Linked DNA regions of Anser cygnoides: region 1 is linked to region 2. The links are chromatin contacts, called in public Hi-C maps. All regions are on one chromosome and are shown on one strand. Each heading gives the region's core, a stretch centred on a gene start, on an enhancer-like site or on the middle of the called end of the contact. The rest is flanking DNA. Distances are from core to core; before and after follow the strand shown. Region 1 holds the start of PPM1K (protein phosphatase, Mg2+/Mn2+ dependent 1K). Region 2 holds the start of WDFY3 (WD repeat and FYVE domain containing 3).

Region 1 (2,700 bases), core at 187-2,686, 200 kb after region 2:
AGCTGGGAATCGATATTATCGTAACAGATTAAATTGGCCTTGGCTACCAGCCGAGTGCAACTGACCAATGTCAAATTTTGAGTGATCTTCCGTTTTATTCCTGGATGTCTGCAATATCTCACCCTTATTTCACTATACTCGCGGGTGCTTAATAACTGGTTTACTTTCTTGACTTTTTCTTTTCTGCTGCCCTTGACTCACAGCAACAGTATGTTAACGTCCTATGGTGAAGCACAGCACGACAAAATTCAATGCCTGCCAACTTAGGAAACCCACGATCAGATTCACTTCTGTCAGCTAGAAAGGAGAACATGAAAAGCTAGCTATATTTAGACTTCCCAGTATCCACAGCATGAACTGGAAGATTATTCCAAAATACGGAGCTAATTAATGTATTTGTTTCCATCAAACGGATCTCTCAAAAGCCCTTTTTCTCCAGGCAAGTACAAACAGCAATGGCTGTTTGGCTTTTCAACTGTCTCTGCAAGCAAGGAATAGGAAACCGAGCCGTAACTGCCGTGATGTAAATAGCTGGCTTTCAGCTGACGGAGCACGGTCTGTACTTTCCTAGCGGACAGGCTGCCAAACACTGAGCAAGCCTACCGGGGACAAACAAGACGAAGGCATTGTAAAAGGCAGCGCTGGTACCACAGCCCAAGTGCATGTGGGGGGGCTGTAGATGCTCCATCTGATCCTGATAGTCTGCGCCTATTTAACCTACAAAAATAGTTATTATAGGTAGCTAACAACATGCAGTAATTGCAGTTAATGATTAAGCCATAGTTCAAGCTGTATGGTGCCCCCTTGGCAGAGTGGCAGCTCCACGGCAGATGGAAAGTCTCCATGCCGAGCGGGGGGCGGAACCACCGCAAGCCAAGAAGGAGGAAGGCACGCGGGGCTCCGCACCGCACTGCATGCGTGCAAACGGAACGCGAAACCCCCGGCGCGCCCGAGCGGCTGAACCAGGGCAGCTGCCCCTGCCGCCCCCACCGAGCCGCGCCTCACCGCTCTCCTCCTCCTCCTCCTCCCGTGCCCGGCAGCCGGCGGCGACGAGCGACGGCTCCGCCAGGCACCGCAGGACGCAGGGTGCCGCTCCCCACCGTCTTCCCCGAGGCCGCCGGGCCCAGCAGCCCGGCCCCCCTCAGCCCGGCCCCTCGCCGGCCCCAATGGCAGCGGCGGCTGTGGCCGAGCCCCCCCCGCCGCCCACACCCCGCCCGCGTCAGCGCCGGGCGCGCGGCCCAGGCAGGGCTGCGAGCAGCTGAAGGAGATCGGAACAGAAGCACGGGGAGGGAGAAACCGTGTCGTTTTGGCGTCCTCTGGGCGCCCGGCTCTCGGTCCGGCACGCCGTGTTCCTGCGGGGGGTGTGGCATCCCTGGCGTGCTGCTGAGGCAGAAGGCAGGCGTGCGGGGCCGGGGCGGCGGCGGGACGGCTTCAGCGGGCCGCGGGCTGCTCGCAGCGCTGCCTCTACCGCGGGTGTCCTGCCTAGGGGAACACGCGGCAGCTGCGCATCAGCCGCCGCAGGACTCGCCTCCGTCCATCTTGGGCAGCTTGCTTCTGGTCTGGTAAAGCTCAGAAATAAAATCCTACGTCTAAACACCGTGTAGGTTCTGGGAAGGTCAGACTAAAAAACACGATTTAGACAGCAGTTTATTAAAGCAAAGGTCGCGTTTCTGTACGTAGCAATCCCATCTTTTCTGAAAAGATCACTAGTAAACAAATCGTTGTTTTGCCTACTTGAAACTTTAGATGTTTTTTGACTTTTCAGGCAGCTTATTGGGAAACTGAAGTAGATTATTGCGGTGCTTTTCTGCCCTATTCTTACCTACAGGATAAAGCAAGTTAGGATAGGATGCTCCTAGCTGCTTGCATTCTGCTTTTGGCATTCTCCATTCATAGCGTGTGAGCGGTGTAAGCTGAATTTGCCCTGAAACTTGGTACATTGTGAAGCATTAGAAGTTAGGGGCTGCAGTGCTTGAAAATAGTGCTGTATGTGGATCATGGCATGTATGTGCCATGTATGCATGTATGTGGTTTCATGGCATGAGGCATGCACATTGAAAAGCCACGCTGCTTGGCTTGCACACAGTGCCTTGCTGTCCTGCAGCTGTGGGCACACGGGAAGCTTGCAGCTACCTGCCGTGCTTGCCACTGCAGTGGGGTGCGGGGCTTTTTTCTTCCTCAGGCTCCAATGCACCCCAGCTCAAAGGGAAAGAAAGTGATTGCAGTTGCTTTTATAGAGCTTTTATAGATTGCAGTTGCTTTTATAGAGCTATCAAGTGCGGCTCTTAACTGAGCACAGCTTTTATTCCTTTCTGGTCCTTGACCTGTGGCATCTGGGGCATTGGATATCTTACCCTCCAGTCTCCTCCTGAATGTTTAGGATCAGCAGGAATATAAAGTTCTGAGTGGGGTTACTGGTGGAGAATCATTTGCAGAGTCATTAATGCAAAGAAGCACCACTTCAGTCCTACTCCGCTGCTTTACAGTTATTTATTTTTTCTGGTTTAGATTGCTGTTCCTATTTGCCATGGACATCTGGGATTTAAGTCCACTTCAGCAGAACGGACTTGAGGATCTTAAAAGGAACGTTATTCAGGTGAAAAACACTTCACAGCGAGGGCATTCCCCTATCATTTGACACCGTCTGGCTGCGAGCCTGACTGGAAGCCCACTGGAAGCCCACGTCACGCTGGCATCTTG
Region 2 (2,700 bases), core at 18-2,517:
ACCCAGTTCCACTTAAGTCATGATAGCAGAGGTAAGAAGCAATTCTCCTGGTTCCTTGTGATTGTTTACCCATAAACCGCAAAGGTCTTTGGTGGTTGGTGTGTTATTTCTTGCTGCTTTTAACCCTGGAGCTAGATTCACCAAGCTGCTACTTGATCCCTTCTGTGAAGACTCCAAGATGAGGCCACTAAGATGATCAGAGGGCTGGAGCACCTCTCCTATGAAGAAAGGTTGAGGGAACTGGGCTTGTTTAGCTTGGAGAAGGCTCTGGGGGGACCTCATTGCAGCCTACCAGTACTTGAAGGGAGTGTATGAACAGGAGGGGAAATGCCTGTTTACATGTGTTGATAGTGATAGGACAAGGGGGAATTGTTTTAAACTAAGATGGGGAGATTTAGGTTAGAAATTAGGAGAGAGTTTTTCACTCAGAGGGTGGTGAGGCATTGGAACAGGTTGCCCAGAGAGGTTGTGGATGCCCCATCCCTGGAGGCATTCAGGGCCAGGCTGGATGCGGCTCTGGGCAGCCTGCTCTAGTGGTTGGCAACCCTACCCAGAGCAGGGGGGTTGAAACTAGATGATCTTTGAGGTCCTTTTCAACCCAGGCGATTCTATGATTTTGTAAATGAAAAAGTAAACTGCTAGGAGGTGAATGGCTGTTAATACCTGACATCTTGAAAGAAGTGAGGAGTTACTGGAACAAGGCAGAATGCTAAGTGGTCACACATGTGGGCGTGTCTTTACCTTTCCCCATGAGGTATCTGAGCGGATGCAGGGTCCCAGGTGACACTGTAGCTGGTGTGTCTAGTTAAACTTTAAATGGACAATTTGTCTAGCTGGCACAAAGGAGTCCTTCAGCTCAAGGGATTTAACCAAACTTCTGGCTTAATTAGGAAAAGATTAACTATGTCTATGTTTAAACATCTGAATCGTGGATAAAATATTTCCTCTGTTGCACAGCTCAAACGTACAATCCCTTTTGTGTACCACAGCAGGAACACTCAGTGGACCTTCACTCAGTGCACATACGACCAAAGACTAAGGGAAAGCGCCTCAGCCCCAAATAGAAGTGGACTTCTTTCTGTCTTATGTTTGCCTGTTTACTTCCCTTCAGGTGACATGCAGGCTCTTCTCTCGAGGCAGGCGCCTCTCCTCTACACGTCAGGCTGCTGGGCGCCGGTAACGGGCAGAGGAGGGCGGGGGCAGCCCTGAGAAGAGGGGGAAGAAGAAAGGCACAAGGCGCGGCGGGTGTCTGCCAGGAGGAGCAGGATTTTTGTCTGAGGAGGGGGAGGCACGTAACTCTCCGCCTGACTCCACGGGACCCCGAAACTGCTAAAAGTCAAGCTAATAGCCCACAAATACATTGAAAAAAACAACTGCAACCCAGAGAGAGCGCGGGGACAGCGTCGGGGCGGTGCGTTGCCGCCCAGCCGAGGGAAGAGGGGCGGCGAGCTGCTCCGTGAGGGACCGCTCCCTCCGCCCGCCATTACCGAACCCCCCCGTGGGCCAGTCCGGCCGGGGCAAACCCAACCACGGGAGCGGCGGGGGCCGCAGCCAGCCAGAGGGAGGAGGAGGAGCCGAGGGCGGGAGGGAGGAGGCAGCGCTGGCAGCCGTGCGGGGAGGGGGCACTCGGTGCCGCGGAGGAGGAGAAGGACTAAGATGGCCACCAGCCGCCGCGGGGAGCGGCCCTGCTCCCTCCGCCCCGCCTCGCTCGGCCCGGCCCGGCCTTGATGGGGCCGCGACGACCCCGGCCCCAGTGCGCTGCAGCGGTGCCTCCCGCCGGAGCCCGCTTGGGCCTCAGCGGGGGAGCCGCCCTCTGGGCCCGGCCCGCGGCCCGCCGCGCCGCGCCGTGAGCGAGATCAGCTGCGGAGACGAGCGGAGGGGCCGCCCGCTGCTCCCTCCCCGCCCCGGCGGGCAGGGCCGAGCCCCCCGCCGCCGCCCGGTGAGTGCCCGCCGCCGCCCGGGCCCCGCCGCTTTGTTGTGCCGCGGCCGGCCCCGGAGGGGCCCCCCGCCACCTGCCGGCTCGTTCGGCCCGGCCGCAGGCCGTGGCGGCCGCCCGCTCCCCGGGGATGCCGGGGCGCAGGTAGCCTCGGCCCCCGAGTGCTGCCGCTGCGCGGGCTGTGCCCCCTGCTCCCAGCCCCCGGCCCCTTTCCATTGCGTTTTTATTGCCGTGTTCCCTGCCCGCTGGGCGGAGGGAGGCGCGCGGGGGTCTCCGGCGGGGCCCCGGCCTGCGGGGCCCTGAAGGGAGCTCGACGGCGGCGCTGGGCCGCTCCGGCGGCCTTTGTTGTGCCGGGGGGCGGCGGGCCTTCCCCCTCGTTTTGTTTTAATTTATTTATCTGAAGACCGTCTCCGACCCCTGCACCCCGAGGTGCGACAGTCGGAGCCCCCGGCGGCCGGCTGTGGGTACCGGGGGGCTGTGAGGGGCTGAGGGGCCGGCTGCCCCCCTGCGCGTGGGGTTTGTTCACCCCTCGGGGAGATCCACATAACTGGTGCGGTTTGCCTGGAGCCCACTTGGTAACTTTGGGTGCCGAGTCCCCGCGTGGTGTTCACCTTGAAAGATTAGGACTGTGGTTTCCTGCTGCGGTTGTGGGTGACAGTGTAGAGAGAGGCAGATGTAGATAAGAAACAGCGCAGAGAGCTGAATGTGTTTCTTTTGACCTGTAGTTTTATGAATGGCCCAAATGCCATTTGGGTAATGAGAAC

Evidence for each region. A called contact is a pair of places that touch in the nucleus more often than the background predicts.
Region 1: a contact with region 2 is called in a Hi-C map of liver, with 1.6 times the contacts expected there. The contact joins the promoter of PPM1K here to the promoter of WDFY3 in region 2. A contact is called at or near these places in 2 of 7 Hi-C or Micro-C datasets (granulosa cells and liver).

Annotation. Positions count from the first base shown.
Region 1 is chr4:80,879,276-80,881,975 of Taihu_goose_T2T_genome, forward strand. It overlaps PPM1K (protein phosphatase, Mg2+/Mn2+ dependent 1K), which reads right to left and starts at 1,437. Exons shown (of 7, transcript XM_066996502.1): 1 at 1,298-1,437. LOC106048172 (a long non-coding RNA gene) reads left to right here. Exons shown (of 4, transcript XR_010831320.1): 3 at 1-1,562; 4 at 2,509-2,700.
Region 2 is chr4:80,681,247-80,683,946 of Taihu_goose_T2T_genome, forward strand. WDFY3 (WD repeat and FYVE domain containing 3) reads left to right here and starts at 1,268. Exons shown (of 66, transcript XM_066996496.1): 1 at 1,268-1,939.